Regions from separate parts of the Mus musculus genome. Here region 1 is linked to region 2. A link is a contact called in public HiCAR-type data. All regions are on one chromosome and are shown on one strand. Each heading gives the region's core, a stretch centred on a gene start, on an enhancer-like site or on the middle of the called end of the contact. The rest is flanking DNA. Distances are from core to core; before and after follow the strand shown. Region 1 overlaps Syn3 (synapsin III). Region 2 holds the start of 4930486F22Rik (RIKEN cDNA 4930486F22 gene).

What was found. HiCAR-type assays count read pairs that join an accessible place to other places.
Region 1: a HiCAR-type map of kidney shows a contact between it and region 2, with 2.3 times the contacts expected there. The contact joins the enhancer-like site here to the promoter of 4930486F22Rik in region 2. A contact is called at or near these places in 8 of 39 promoter capture datasets (3T3-L1-derived adipocytes, the HPC-7 cell line, HPC-7-derived erythroid cells and 5 more), 1 of 15 datasets of contacts at CTCF or cohesin (the NIH/3T3 cell line), 5 of 484 Hi-C or Micro-C datasets (the HPC-7 cell line, cochlea, cortical neurons and 2 more) and 2 of 115 datasets of contacts at active chromatin or transcription factors (embryonic stem cells and kidney).

Annotation. Positions count from the first base shown.
Region 1 is chr10:86,128,037-86,131,426 of GRCm38.p6, forward strand. All of the region lies in intron 7 of Syn3 (synapsin III), which reads right to left. Among named protein-coding and RNA genes, the nearest start is that of Gm35636, 32 kb to the right of the region's middle. Within about 2 kb of position 1,280, at least 2 of the 459 cell types and tissues checked have an H3K27ac peak or open chromatin away from gene starts, as enhancers often do. A contact at or near this core is called in kidney, where this site is marked.
Region 2 is chr10:86,093,610-86,097,142 of GRCm38.p6, forward strand. It overlaps 4930486F22Rik (RIKEN cDNA 4930486F22 gene), which reads left to right and starts at 2,245. Exons shown (of 3, transcript NR_038024.1): 1 at 2,245-2,276. The region is part of intron 7 of Syn3 (synapsin III); the gene reads right to left.

The sequences.
Region 1 (3,390 bases), core at 30-2,529, 33 kb after region 2:
ATATTTGTCTGAATTTTAGGGGCTTGGACATCTGCTAAGACACTGCCTGTATAATGGTAAGAACACCCCACTTGAGAAGTTGGACAGTCTCTAGTGTTCTTATTGCTACAAAGTTGCTCCTTCAACAAGCCTGACCCTGACTTTTTCTCCTGCCTTGCTCACCAGATGAATGTAGAAACCACAGGTCTAAGCTTCCTTATTCATGCTTCATGTTTTGAAAATGCTGCTTACAGCATCTCTGGTCCTCCAGGACTAGATAGCACATTCCTTTGTTAGTTATTCTTCACTCCCCAGTATGTCAGTGTCTTCCTTTAACTCCCAGAATTAGAGCACAATCAAGAATTGAACACACACTTCTAGCTGTAGCCTCTTCCTTTGTTCTGGATATCACAGATCCAGGCCTATATCCCCAGAGTCTCTTCTAGTTTAAAACCTTATGGTATTTTGAAATCTAATACACCTATGGGAAAGGACACACAACACAACAGACAATTCTGTGAATAGACACAAAGCAAACATCGCTGTAGCCATTCTTGACCACCAGGTCAAGAACGTTGCCCACTTAAAACTCAGCTCAGCAAACACTGGTCCTGAAGATAACTTCTATTCTAACTTGTTTGTTTTGCAGTGCTGGAGATGATCTGGGGAGTTGTGTATGTCATGAAAGTATTCGACTACTAAGCTCCAGACTTGCCCTTCTAAATCCTAAATCTTTTATCACCTAAAATTATCCCAGTTAACTATAGGAACCTAAAAAACTATAGTTTTCCTTGGGGCTTTCAACTTCATGTGAATGAAATGATCAAAACCAGAATTCCTAAGTATCTGACTTGGTTTCCTCGACAATGTGAGATTCACTTATACTGTACAAGTAAGTAGTTTAGTTTCCTTGTATTCCCGAAACCTTTAGCTTGCATGAATACACTGTAATTTTGTTACTGTTAACAGATACATGAGTTTTGGAAGTTAAAATCAAAACTACTATGACAGCCACTTTGTGTTGTTGTATGTGATGCATATAGAGCCAGCTACACCAAAAGAACTTCTCCGTCTTCAACTTCGAAGCAATAGATTCTGGGTCCTTGCCAACAATTAGTGTTATTAATCTTTTCATTTTTAGCTACTCTGGTGGTTATAAACTTTATTTTTACAATGGGTAATGCAGCTGAGCCCATTTTCATCTATGCATATTTCTCATTTGCTGAGGTAAGCGCTTGGCAGCCTGACACTTGTTTGACTCAGACTGAATTTGCAGCCAAGTGAACTCTGACAGCTGATGATGTGTAGTCATCTCCTGCTTACTTCAGCTGGGTTTGGGGTCCTCAGAGCGGGTTCAGGCTTCCACCATTCTACTGTCGTCTAATATCCACTGAGTGCGCACTTGTCCCAGCACTGAACTAGAATATGAGCAAAGAAGAAGAGCAAAGTTGCTCTTAATCCTTACAATCAGCACGTGATGTGACGCTGATACCACTATCATTATCTTCACTTCACAAAAGAAGGAATTATGGTGGGTGAGGGTAGTCAAGGTAACTTATCTACAGTGTTACAACTCACAAGTGGTGGGATCTAGATTCAAATGGTATCCAAAGTTGCTGTAATGTGCTGCTTCCAAAGAGGAAAACATTGAAAGCTTAACACTGTAAACACTGGATGTGCCTAATCCTGTAGAGACTTGATGCTCCAGAGAAGGGAGATGCCCTTGGGGTTGCACCCTCTTAGAGTCGAGGGGGAGGAGGAAGGGGGTGAAGAACTCTTGGAGGGAGGGACTGGAAGTGGGGGCAACATTTGGGATGTAAATAAATAAAATAATTAATTAAAAATAAAATAAGAAAGAAAGACAGAAAAAACTCTCACATTGAATCTCTAATAAATCATAAATGCTTAAAAAAGACTGTAAAAACCTGTTTGTGAATGCTCATGTCCCTTATATAAGATGGTATAATAGCTGCACCTTCTGTATACAGCTTCTGTATTCATAGCACACTATACATACCACTTTAGAGTATAATGGCAAGAAAAATAGTCATTTTAAGTATAGAGACAACTTTTTTCTTATTCATTTTGGGTCTGTTGGTTGACCCCACAGCCACGTATCCACTGATATGGAGTCCTGTGTGGACTTTTAAATACTACAATATACTTGATGTTGAACTCTACAATCCTCACAGCATTGTCTGGTTTCCAGCCTTGTAAAATGTTCAATGGAGGAAATAAAATCAAATTTATCCAAATGCAATGGTTTTTCCTTCCATTTAATATGGATGATGTTTGTGGCTGTAGAGTTCTTTGTTGTAGGAAGCTTTCTTGTATATTGGGGGTGTTGACCGGCACTCTGGCTTCCTCCTGGTAGGTTCCAGAAGGACCTCCCTGTTACCCTAACTGTAACAACTAAAGCTATTTTCAGACATGGCTCAGAGTCATCTAGGAAGCAAGTCTCCATCTGCTTATTTAGCATCACTGCTGCAAAGCTCATGGCATGCCCCACCCCCACCCCGTCTTGTTTTTTTTTTTTCAAATACCACATGATCAATAGGAACTTAGGGAGCCAAGGGTGTTTTGTTTTGTTTTGTTTTTTTGGCTTACATGTTCCAATCACAGTCCATCATAGGGAAATCAGAGTAGAAACTGAGGCAGAGGCCATGGAGGAGTGCTGCTTACTGGATTTCTCCCCAGCACTTGCTCAGTTTGCTCTCTTATACCAGCCAGGACCACCAGCCCAGGGGATAGCACTGCCCACATACATCATGAATCAAGAAAATGCCCCCATGGACTTGTCTGTAGGCAATCTGATGAAGGCAAGCACTCAAGGTTCCCTCACCCCAGATGACCTTAGTTTGTGTCAAGTTGACAAAACAACAACAAACAACAACTGAACAAAACACAAACACTAATCAGCATACCCACAATTTCACCCTGCTTGTCTAAGGAATCCTCCCCACTCTCATCAAACTACAGTGTTTCATTAGATTTTGATTCCTTTATCCTTTATCTCATGGTACCCACTCTTCTTAGTTTAATGTAAGGGAGTTCGTCCATCTCTTGTCTTGTGTTTTGTTTTGTTTTGTTTTCCTCCCTGATTTATGGGTTTCCTTCAAGCTCCAGGCACACTCAACCTTGTGCAGCTTTCGAATACCTTCTTGGCAGCTTGATTTCTTCTTCTTGGCATAGTCATTCTCATTATCAGCATAGACGACTATCTATTAGACTTTCCAAATCAAGAAGCCAGCTCATTCAGATGGTTTTTCCCATGGGGTTTGGGAGGCGAATGGCCCTCGAGAGCCCTGACCTCATGAATGAATTAATCCACCTATCGAATTGGTGCTTTCATGTTATACCCTGCTCAAAGTATGTCCATATTGGGCAAAACAGTCTTTTACGCTATGACCT
Region 2 (3,533 bases), core at 995-3,494:
CCAGGTCACTTTCAGGACAGCATCGGAGCCACTAGAAGTGGCCCGTGCCCACCATTTATCTAGGGTAAAAATGCAGAGCTCATATAGTTTGATTGTGTCTTCCAAAAGCTCATGGGTAGGTAGCTTGGCCCCCCGAATATTCTATTAGGATGTGGTAAGGAAGCTTAAAGAGGTGGAGTCTAGGAGGGAGCGACTGAATTGCAGCGGAGGTGGGGGAGATGCCCTCTCTCATGTGACCAGTTCTCATATGACTTGTGGAACAAAGGTCAGAATCTGGAGATGGGCCACTGCCTTGGTGTTCCTTCTAGTTCTATAGGCAGGAATTCATGCAATTCTTTTGTGAATCTGGTTAGTCCTGGAAAGGTGACTATAAAGAGGGGGAAGGGCTCTCCCTGCTTTCAAGCCATGGGTCTTTGCCACCGGGCATCATTCAGTTCCACCAGAGCCAATGTATGGTTTTGAAACCTTAGACCTTTGGTGACTTTTTTTTTTTTTTTTTAATCAAATGACCTAGCAGCAGTTGTATCTTGTGCTGCAGTTGAAAATGAATTCACTCACTGCCTTTTTTCTCCATGGTCTCACTAGGGAGGCAATACAATAGAAAGTTTGAAAATTCAGGCTGCAATCTCAGTCTCATCGCTTTCTTGAATGACCTTTGGAAAATTAATCAATGCCTCACTTCCCTCACGTGGCAGAATATAGGTAGCTTGTTGCTGGGCTGTTACTGAGCACTGCAGTTGAACATGATTCAAGACCCTACATGTCAACAAACCAGAAGACCGCTTAGCTCATCACAAGCACTCAACAGATGACATCATTCTTCTTATCTCATCCCTATAACATACCACCCAGCATAGGGCCTAGCACAAGAAACATTTGCTGAAGAGCCAGTGAAGGGGCTATTAGTGGAGACTGCGGGGTACAGGGGTGTGCAGGTACTGAGACCTGCATACCTCCACATCTAATCCATCTTCCCTTTGAGATGAATGCAGAAATGGGGTTCAGACCTTCCCCAGAAGCATGGTGCTTGAGCACACTTGAAGCTCACCGCATTGTTTCAGACCATTCAAAAACTTTATAGCAAGTGTTGGCCAGCTGCTCACTTTAGTCCAGTAAATTCCCATCATGTCTCCCTGGAAGACCAGGCTTAGGGAATGTTTCTTCCTGCTATGGCCAAAGCACACACTTTTTTTTTTTAAAATAAAGATAAACCCATAAGGTAGTTTACTGACCAGGGTTATTGGCCAACCAGCTAAAAGCTGAAGGACATTGACCAATAATGATGCCCAGTTCTGGGCAGTCATTCTATGGTCTTAACTTTTTGGCAAGGGGAGCTGGCAGGCCATTGGCAAACAGGCTACTCCTTGTTTGAGATAACAGAAGCATAATCATGGCCTACAAATGGAGACTTGTTTTCCTGTTTCTGTACCAGAGAGGCAGGCATCCAGCTCATTTCAAAGCCACAGCAGCATGCTAAGAAACTAGCTACATGGGGGGTCAGGCTTCCTGCTTACCTCCTAGGAAGGTTTTTTTTTTTCCATTTTTTATTAGGTATTTAGCTCATTTACATTTCCAATGCTATACCAAAAGTCCCCCATACCCACCCACCCCCACTCCCCTACCCACCCACTCCCCCTTTTTGGCCCTGGCATTCCCCTGTACTGGGGCATATAAAGTTTGCGTGTCCAATGGGCCTCTCTTTCCAGTGATGGCCGACTAGGCCATATTTTGATACATATGCAGCTAGAGTCAAGAGCTCCGGGGTACTGGTTAGTTCATAATGTTGTTCCACCTATAGGGTTGCAGATCCCTTTAGCTCCTTGGGTTCTTTCTCTAGCTCCTCCATTGGGAGCCCTGTGATCCATCCATTAGCTGACTGTGAGCATCCACTTCTGTGTTTGCTAGGCCCCGGCATAGTCTCACAAGAGACAGCTACATCTGGGTCCTTTCGATAAAATCTTGCTAGTGTATGCAATGGTGTCAGCGTTTGGATGCTGATTACGGGGTGGATCCCTGGATATGGCAGTCTCTACATGGTCCATCCTTTCATCTCAGCTCCAAACTTTGTCTCTGTAACTCCTTCCATGGGTGTTTTGTTCCCAATTCTAAGGAGGGGTATAGTGTCCACACTTCAGTCTTCACTCTTGCAGCAACTACACTTACAAAGCAGGAGTATGAACAGATTCTGGGGACCGGGGAGATGGTTCAGTCCAAAACTGCCTACTGCGCATGCCCAAGGACCTGAGTTCAACCGTCAGCGTCTATACAAAAGCCAGGTATGGTGGCACACACTTGTAATCCCAGAGCTGGGCGGGCAGATCCTTGTGTCTTTGCCCAATCAGCAAGTCCTAAGTCCCAGTGAGAGACCCTGTCTCTAAAATCAGGGAGGATGGCTCCAGAGGTTGTCCCCTGCCCTCCACATGCATGTGTACCTGCACACACCCGCTAGGCACAAGCTCCCCCCCCCCTCCCCCCGCCAGGAACAGGTTCTGAGTAACATTACTGTCAGGCCACACCCATGCTTTAGCTCAGCATCAGCCCTGGAGTCCTTCACCCAAAGCTTAGAGGAGATACACAGAAGTTACGAAAGCCCTAAGCTCGCGGCTCCCAAACTTTCTGGGTTTGTGTTGCCTCATTTAGGGGTTTATTTTAAAAAAAAATTCTTACGCCAAGATACCAGTTTTATTTATGAAGAGATTAAAGCTTAACAATTATTTACATCCTGATAAACTTGTTAAGTGTTCCAAGAATTCGCAATGAATATAATATTTCATGACGAAAGAACTTACAATTACTAATAGGGTGTGTAAATTTGTTGGATACTGAAGGAAACTCCCAAACCACGAGGCACCATCTCTCATTCCTTGCACCTCACTGAGCTTTTCACAGGGCACTTTTATTTAAAACACAGCCTCCACACATCCCCACCAACTGAAGATACAGTGCATTGGAAGGCACTCAGGATCCAGCCTAGGTGCCCTGAGCTTCACGGCTAGTCATTTGCACAGTGACCACTCATGGCTGGGAACTGGTGTGCTTTCTTTGAAAGCTCAGAATGGGCTGCGATGCCTCTAGTGCTCCAGGCTGCCTTGATGCAGTATGGGAAGTGTGACTTTATGTGATTGTTTTCCAGGTTCTTCCCAAGCCACAAGTAGCAGAAATCTTTGGAGGAGTGTCCCTGGAGGGAGGAACTAGCCAGTGGGCTAGATGATACTTCAAACCAGATCACACTTAAGGGAATTGAAAGACCAACCCTCCCCACTTTTATTCTGAAAGAGTCTTGCTTGCTATATAGCCTAGGCACAGACTATTGGGTCTCATACTTAGCTTCTGAGGGCTGCGATTACAGAGATGGGCCACTGATATTACTCTTCAGAGCATAATATAAGCTCTTTTCAAGACAAAGACACCAGAACCATGGTGTTGGTGTGTGTGTGTGTGTGTGTGTGTGTGTAAATAAAACTGGTTAGTGAGAGTAAGCTCACTATTTAGACTAATCCTTAAGCATATCTGAAACACACACACACACACAC